2 separate regions of the Ovis aries genome follow, and region 2 is linked to region 1. A link is a contact called in public Hi-C data. All regions are on one chromosome and are shown on one strand. Each heading gives the region's core, a stretch centred on a gene start, on an enhancer-like site or on the middle of the called end of the contact. The rest is flanking DNA. Distances are from core to core; before and after follow the strand shown.

The links. Hi-C and Micro-C count contacts between places; a contact is called where the count stands out from the background.
Region 2: a Hi-C map of liver shows a contact between it and region 1, with 3 times the contacts expected there. The contact joins two enhancer-like sites. A contact is called at or near these places in 8 of 16 Hi-C or Micro-C datasets (blood, liver, mixed tissues and 3 more).

Annotation. Positions count from the first base shown.
Region 1 is chr17:57,959,628-57,963,712 of ARS-UI_Ramb_v3.0, reverse strand. It overlaps FBXO21 (F-box protein 21), which reads right to left. Exons shown (of 12, transcript XM_027956543.2): 12 at 1-464. The coding sequence ends at 277. Among named protein-coding and RNA genes, the nearest start is that of TESC, 21 kb to the left of the region's middle. Within about 2 kb of position 1,897, at least 4 of the 54 cell types and tissues checked have an H3K27ac peak or open chromatin away from gene starts, as enhancers often do.
Region 2 is chr17:58,048,026-58,052,110 of ARS-UI_Ramb_v3.0, reverse strand. No RefSeq gene overlaps it. Among named protein-coding and RNA genes, the nearest start is that of TRNAW-CCA, 33 kb to the left of the region's middle. Within about 2 kb of position 1,925, at least 12 of the 54 cell types and tissues checked have an H3K27ac peak or open chromatin away from gene starts, as enhancers often do.

The DNA of each region.
Region 1 (4,085 bases), core at 648-3,147:
ATGTCACAAACGGTCACCACAGGACAAGCATACAAGCCATGCCACGGAGACAGTGCCTGTCAAATGAATCACTAGTGTAGGCGGAGAGCAACATTGTCTTTGCAGCTGGCGGAGAGAGCACACGTGATTTCCACTTGGTAGGAGGCAACCAGCACGACCGGTTGAGTGGCCTGCCCGGTGGTGTGAGTCCAAAGGGATCCAAGGGGACGTCTGCACCCCGAACCCCGTCATCTTGGAAAAGAGCAGCAGCAGCAAAGGTCTGACGTCCCCAAGGCTCTATTCCACATTCTCTTTCTTTGCGCTGTAAATGTTCTGCACCGTCTCATACACAGACTCCAGGTCCTCTGGGTACCGGATCTCTAGCTCTGCGTTAGGGATGTAGTGAGTGCCTGTGAACTCTGAGAAGTAGCGTCCAACATCGGGGTGGGAGATCTCCTGAGGCTCCACGTTATACTCCAGGTTCTCTGTTGGCAGAGAGGCACACGGACATTCTCATTAAAACTGGTTTTCTGCAACATCTTTTATCCAGAGGACCTCTGGAGAAGACTCAGTGCATTTTTGAGGTGGCGGGGGGGGGGGGGCGGGGGAAGAAACAGATGTTTTTGCAAGTCAGGAGGGAAGAGGTAGAGGTGGGGGGGCACTGGAGGATGGAGGGAGGGGGCACGGGGCCCCTGCCAGATCCACACAGAACACCAATGTTTTCCTCCTCTGAGCGGAACTCCAGCAGCCCCTCGGGGTCTGCAAGCTGAAGGTGCAGAGGGCTTGTCACACCTGATCCAACACACACACACACAGCCGGCCGAGGGTGTCCTAGCCTGTTCTGTTCTCACCAGTGAAGTTTCTGAAGCCTTCACAGCACCGGGTCACAGGTCTCTCCCTGCGTCCTCTGTTGCACACCTCCCTGCCCCTGCCACCCCAGAGCACCCTGCAGTGCTGGCTCCTGCTTCTGAGGGTGAGGGCCCAGCTCCCAGGGCTGATGTGGGGTCCGCGGAGGAGTGGAAAAGTGGCTCGTGCCCCTAGACCATAGAGGGTAGGGGTTATGCCATCTGTATCAGCTCTTAGGAAAACCATGCCCCCTCCCTTCTCTGCTCCATGTTTTGCCACTAGAGACAGCAATAGAAAATGACTCCTTTAAAATGGAAATAATAAAAAAAAAGAGGTGACAGCACGTGTGAGGTATTTTAAAGACCGACATCCTTTCAGATGGCTTCTCCCTCCCCAAGCTATCTGAGAAACGGCTCCTCCGTGGACCCAATGAGAAGATGGTGGGTTGTGGGCCCTCCCCTGCTGGCCGTGGAGGCCTGGTCTAGACTGGTTGTGGGCCCCCAGCCAGGAGGGCCCAGCCCCATCCTCCATGACCTGGACCAGAAAGCAGCTGGCCAGGCAGGCCTGCCTGCTCTGACTGCGTCCCAGGGTGCTCTTGGTTCTGATCAACGAGTCACAATCAATTCAGGGAGTTCCTGTGCACGCCCAGTCGACTGGCTAACTAACACCAATGGTGCAGCAGGTTATCTCTTACACCGCTCGTTAAACATCCTGAAACACACCTGCAGGCCCTTCGGTGCCCAGCACCCCGAGAATACAGGATAAACACCACGGGATAAACACGAGTGCCTCCCAGAAGCACTGCCTGTGACTTGTAACTGACGCTTTGTCTTTCAGGAGATGGGGAAAGAGTTTGTAATTCAATCTGTAACATATTTCTTCAACCCAAGAAGGAACATTTAGAGAACTTCTGTGCTTATAGCTGTTTAAGGCTGATTCCTCAGATTACATGGGGACAGACCAGTTTGAGAAATCACATACCAATTACAAGCAAAGACGGATATCCACAGTACCTCAGCATCGCTCAGGAGAGCAGAAGAAAAGAAAAAAAAAAAGCAGCAACAGTCTACACGTCCACCTGCAGGTCACTGTGTGAATAAACAATGGCACGTTAACTCAGCACGTCCCAGGCAGCCAGGAAAATGAGCAACAGACGCAACGGGGGAAGCGGGAGAAAAAACACATCTTATAAAAGGACAGGAAGGCCAAACACCTGCGCTGCTATGTGACACGTGCATACAGCTACACATTTTAAGTGACCTCTTTTAAACTGGGCATGTACGGTGCGCCAGGCACCACGAGACCTGCCCGGGCTCCAGCTCCTGTGATCCTCTCACAGGGCTCCACGAGAGGCTCCACTCACGATGCCCTCTAGCGGCTGGGCCAACAGCAGCAAGAGTGAGGACTCGGCCCAAGGCCTCCATCAGGGCTGGGGAAGCAGACCAAGAGCGGCGCCCCTGTGCACTGTCCTGCCAGCAGCAGTCAGGGAGGACGGGCTGGGACAGACCCCAGGGCCCGGACAGGCTGCCTCAGAAGGCAGGCTGCGGGACGGTGCTCTGCAAACAGGCGCTTGGGGAGTCCAAGAGGAAACTGGGGGCTCTGCTAACTGGTTTCTCCCTGCTGTGACCACCAGAGTGTGAAGATGACTTCACTTCCTTCTTTACACTTGCTTTCGACATTAAAACAAACTTGGACTTTCTAAAATGCCGCCGACTGAAAAAATCTGCTGTCCTGCCCATGCGGCCCTCCTGCAGTGAATGAGGGGTCACAGGTGTACCCGCCTTGGGGAGGCCAATGGGGATGCGAACACGGCCACGGGCCCTAACCTGGCCAGCTGCCTCCCTGTTGGCTTTTCTTGCCCCAGAGATGTTCGAGATGATGGCAGGGAATCTGGGATCACCAACAAGAGGTCAAAGTCCCTTCTGCTCTCATCTGGGGCCGCTCTGCCGCACACAGGATGCTCGGCAGCGTCTGAAGGCACTTCTGGCTGTCACGACTGGGGCCTGTCATGTCTCGTGGGCAGGGGCCAGGGTGACAGGCAATCCCCCCAACACAGAACCGTCTGGACCACAATACGCCCAGCACCTGCTCTGAAGAAAGTCAGACATGCGCTTCAGCACCGCTCCTTTCTCCCTCTTTCTCTAGGTATCACTAAGCAGCAGCTTGGTGTTGGCTGACACTTGGCATCTGAGTGTTGGCAGGAGGGCAGGAAGGTTGCTGTCAGGTCATGATCACCCATCTGCTTAAGGACAGCACGACTGGGCAGGTGCACGGAATTCTGAACATGGGCCCAAAACAAGAGGCAAGGGCCAGTGAGAGTCCACGGGGTGCTCACTGCCCCACTCCAAGCTGTCCACCAGGAGCACAGACTGAATGTGGTGTGTTTGCCTGCCTGGGCTCCCAGTAAAACAGGAAAACTGTACTAACAAAAGACACTTTTTTAAGGAGAAAAGCAGACACTGAAGTTGGCAGCTACGAGTTATGAGGGGAAGATAATTCCCAATCCACTATATGAGTTAAACAATTTTTTTTGAAGTTTTAAAAAATTTTGAAGAAAGAAATCTAAGTGAAATAAAACTTAAGAAAGAGCAAACTATTAAACAGGGACTACTTAAAATGCCTGGAAAAATCGTGGGAAGAATTTGATTCCCCCAATATTTTCTGAGAAATGTTTCTGATTTTATTTAAAATTTTCAGCTACCTACATCAAAATATACGCATACCTCCCTGTAAAAGCCTAGAAACGGTACCCATGAGTCCTCTGGGGGCACCTGTCAGGCCCTCCCAAGAGGAAACCACTAGGACTGCGGGTCTAGCTTCCCAGTCCTAGTATAAACACATATACGTGCAGTTAAATATACTTCAATGCACTCAGAAGGTAACTCCGTGTTGTCTAGCGTGTGTTTATTCATACAAAGCGTCCAGTAAGCACTGACCTGCATGTGGTTTACTTGGCTGCAGCTTAGCGTCCCCAAGTCTGGATACACCTCCACTGACCAGGCGAGGCCCAAGCATGACTGTTTCTCTGTCACAACAAGGGGACCGCAGGCCCCCTGTGTGAGGGCGTCTCTAGTGGAGGGACCGACCGGGGGAGCTGCCAAGTCAGAGGAACACGGGCACTTGAGATTCTGACAACTTAAAAGACAGCACCAAACCGCCCTGTGAGGTGGCTGCAAATTTACACTCCAGCCCCAACACGGGGAATCACCGCAGTTAACAGTGTGTGCAGACTGCTGCAGGCGGTGTCCATGCGGGGGTGG
Region 2 (4,085 bases), core at 676-3,175, 88 kb before region 1:
TTACGACTTAATGGAAGACAAGGCAGGAAGCCAGTGCACTGAGCGGGCACCCCAGAACGCTCGAGAGAGGCCCTAGTGACCCCCAGCAGCAGGCAGGCGCCAAGGATAAAAGCACCAGTGAACCAGTGTTTAAGCGTTAGTTGCTCAGTCGGGGACCACTCTTTACGCTATGGAGGGCAGCTCACCAGGCTCCTCTGTCCATGGGGTTCTCCCGGCAAGAATACTGGAGTAGGTTGCCATTCCCTTTTCCAGGGGATCTTCCCAGCCCAGGGTCTCCTGAATTGCAGGCGGATTCTTTTCCATCTGAGCCACCAGGGAAATCTCATGAACACCAACAAATGGTGAAGTTGATCCTAAAGCCAAAAGCAGTTTTTTTAAAAGATGAAATATACAACTGTTGATAAAGATTTTAAAAAAGAAGGCCCAAGGGACTATCAAACAGAGTAAGTATATTTTCAGCGTGGGGATAATTTGCCTACACTGATCCAAGAGCAAAGTGCAGCCTTCCTGCTGTTCACAAGCATGGACATATGGTTGGGAAACCCACCATTACCTGGAGTCCTAGAACTTTTGAGTCCTGAGGGTTGTGGAAGGCTTTCTTTTTCAGATTAAGGTCTTCATCATAAAAGATGCACATCCAGCTAGAGAGGATGACAGAGCCAGAGAGAGAGAGAGAGAGAGGCTCTGGGACCCGTCCCTCCTCCCGAGAGCGCAGCTGTGTCAGTGGGGTTTCCTGCTTCCCTTCAGAAAGCCCCATCACTTCCCAGATGAAGCTGGCCTGCAGCTGGCGAATCACGCATGTATTGTGCTTGATCTCACTGCTGTGACCCCCGAGTGACACTGCTCTGCGTGGTGCCCATCTCTCAGAGTCTCACCACTGGGGAAAGTAGCTTCTCCTTTAAGCAGCAGCCCCCTTGCAGTCTGATTTCACTGTTCATTTTGCAGATAGAGTCTCCCTCTTAGCTTTGCAGGAATTAAGGATAATGAAAGAGTTCAAAAGAAATTAGACCCAGAAAATTTTACTGAAAATAAAAATAGTTTTCAGCTACTTTGATTCACTGCCAGGTCCAGGGTAAAAAGCAAGCGTGGGGTTTTTCCTTCCTAGCCTGTTGATAACATAAACCACCTGGGTTTTGTGAAGAGTTTCCTGGACCCAGACTATAACCTCCAGGCACGCCGAGCTCAGTCAGCGTTTTTTTGCAGTAAACCTTATGTCCCGGAAGAAGTCGCCCTGATGGGGAAACGTTTGTAGTTCCTTTGTGAACAACCACTCTCCAGTGGCTTCAAGAAATCTGGGCCCACGTGCACCCCTGCCCGCCCCACCTCACCTATGTCCCCGCTGGCTGTTTCGTGGGAACTCCTCTGCCGGCTGAGTTCTTAGCTTACTGACCCGAAGTCTGCTCTGCTCCTTCAGCCTCAGCCCCAGGTCTTCCCTGAAGATCAGGACAGCCCTCTGGGGGAGCCAGAGGGCCAAACGCCAGGGACCTTTGTCTGGCTTTTTCCACTTTATGACATGTCTGTGTTCTGATACTACATTTTTCAAGTGTGTGTATTGCCAAAATTATTCACCCTGGCAAGGTGTGTGGCACCAGCGCCCCCAGCACACCACTCTACCAGCTGTCCCTTCTCCCCCCAAAAGTCTCACGTAGCATGTTGAAGAGTTTTCCCCCAGAACCACTGTTAGAGGGGCTCCTAGCCCAGGATCCAGGAGACCCACACACAGTGTGTGAAACTCTGCATAAAGGCGTTTTCTGGGAGGAAGGGTGCCTCTTCGTCAGATTCTCCACGGGAAACCCGAGTTCCCCGAGGATTCCAGCTGCGGCCACTAGATGGCGCTGCCCAGGGAGTGATTCACTTGAGGACACATCCCAGGGCCCCATCTTCCCCTGCAAGGAGAGCCTGCCCTGGCTGAGGGGGTTCAGCTGATTCGAGGAAAACGCAGTGTCCCCAAGAGTGGAGTTCTGGTCCAAGTCCTCCGTACCCTCCAGAGCCAGGACTCTCTGCATTTGCGAGAACAGTGTGTCACCCTGCATCCAGATGGCAAACACTGGGCACAGTGAACCAGCCCTGCTCGCCACTGGAGAGAAGTGGCCTGGTGGGGATGCAGCCTTCTCTTACTGGGGCCGGTCAGGACGGGCAGAGCTGGGGGCTGCTGGCCTTCCCTTACTCAGGCCTTCGCTCTGCACAGCGGCTGTGGCATCCGGGAGCGAGCGGTGCCAGCCGCCAGGCCCCGGATTCCCAACCACACGGACCTGCCCACCTCACCCGCAGTCAGGCCAGATGGCTCCCTGGCTGCTGTGCAGGGCCCAGGGCAATTTGGATGGCGCTACCTGGGGTGGGCAGTGGCAGGGCCCCCTCTCATTGGGCTCCAGCCGGTGCCATGTGGGCACTAGCCTGCTCTCTCCCTGCCTCTGCTGCTGAGCGGAGGCTTCCAAGCAGAGGCTCCACCAGGGAACTTCTCTGCCCCTAGAATGGGTGGGCAGGCTCCCCCACACCCAGAACCGAGCCTGTCCCAATCTCCCCTCGCCCAGCGCGAACGCCCCCTCCTTGATTCCTAGAGGGAGGCTGCAAGCTGCTCCTTGGGCGCATCCATCCACCTTAGTGCATCCGCCCACCTGACCGCTGCCCCGTGGGCTTTTCCGGGGTAAAGACAGGAAACCCAGTTCCTGCTGACCTGGTCCACCAGTGGGTTAGGAGGAAGAGCAGCCACCACGTGCCCATCAGAGCCCCCAGTCCTAGGGGCCAAGTTCCTCCAACCACTGAATCCCTCCTGGCATTGATCACCGGTTCTGGAGAAGCCCAGAGACAAAGGCAATACTGACACCCTGGGAGGTGGTGGTGAAAGCCCCGGCTCCTCCCAAGGAGGAGCTCCTTGGGAGCCTTCCCAAGGTCACTGTGGGGGAGGACAGCTTGCAAGGCAACTTGTATTTTTAACTCCATCAACCTACGGCAAGTCACTGTGCTGTGAGGTTGAGCTTCAGCCTGGTGAACCCCAGGCAGCAGAGATGGGTTCACCTGCTCGGTGACAAGGATCAGATCCACACATGAACCTGCTTCCCATTAGCAAAGCACATAAAGAACATCCCCAGCCACCCCTGGGGTCAGAAAATAAACTGCTGAAGTCTAGGCATAACTCGAAAACTTGTTCCCTCAGAGGGTGCTCAGCTAAAACTGAAAGTTCCTGCCATCTTACTCCATTCCTTTATCCATAATTCATGTCTAACGTGGCTGCAGGTTCCCCTTGAGCTTCTCGTATTAGATTTCCATTACACAGCCCTTTGGTAAACCTACCACATGGCCGTGTGTGTGTCAAATTGCTGTATTCTAACAGCCAAAAGCAGAGTTCTGGTAACATTTTCTCCTTGGTCATATGGCAACACTGGACTAATCCTGCCTTCACCCCAATTCCTGGGAAGTGGGTGGAGAACGTGGGGAGAGGTGACCTCACCCTCATCCTGCACGCTGTGGACACGTCCCTGCTCCGTCTCCTCCACCCACAGCCCGAGGCCCTCAGAGCACTGACTTCAAATATTTGATTTAGCATTGATTAGTCATGAGTATAATTCCCAATAAGAGAAAAGCTGTAAAACAAGGGCATTTGTTCTACAGCAGGCAAATTGAGAAATCAACAGACACATCACTTCAGACAGGGGCAGAGCTACACTCACTCGGGGTCTCTGCCCCTCCTGAGCACACTCACTGGTCCAGCCTGTCACAGGAGCCAAAGACTTGTGCCCAGGGCAGTGACCCTCGTTATTTCCAGTCAAAGGCCAGCAGACTAGGGAATAACTGCCCTCCCTAGGAGTGGGTCTGCCCTAACTAACAGCCGACCCCAATCACTCCCTGGATGACCAAATGAATGAAAACACCACCTCATGCACACGGTGCCCTGGGAGCCCGCAGGAGAGCCCCAGGCTGGCTCTGGCCCGCCTTGTGGTGGAAGGAAGTCAGACTCCCTCCGTGACAGTGGGGTGTCATCATGCTCTTGGGCAGCACGGACCAGGCTCGGGGTGAATAAATCCCTTTCAAACTAGCAGTTTAGGTAAGCCGTGGCCAAAGCTCCAAAGACATCCAGCCAGCCCTTG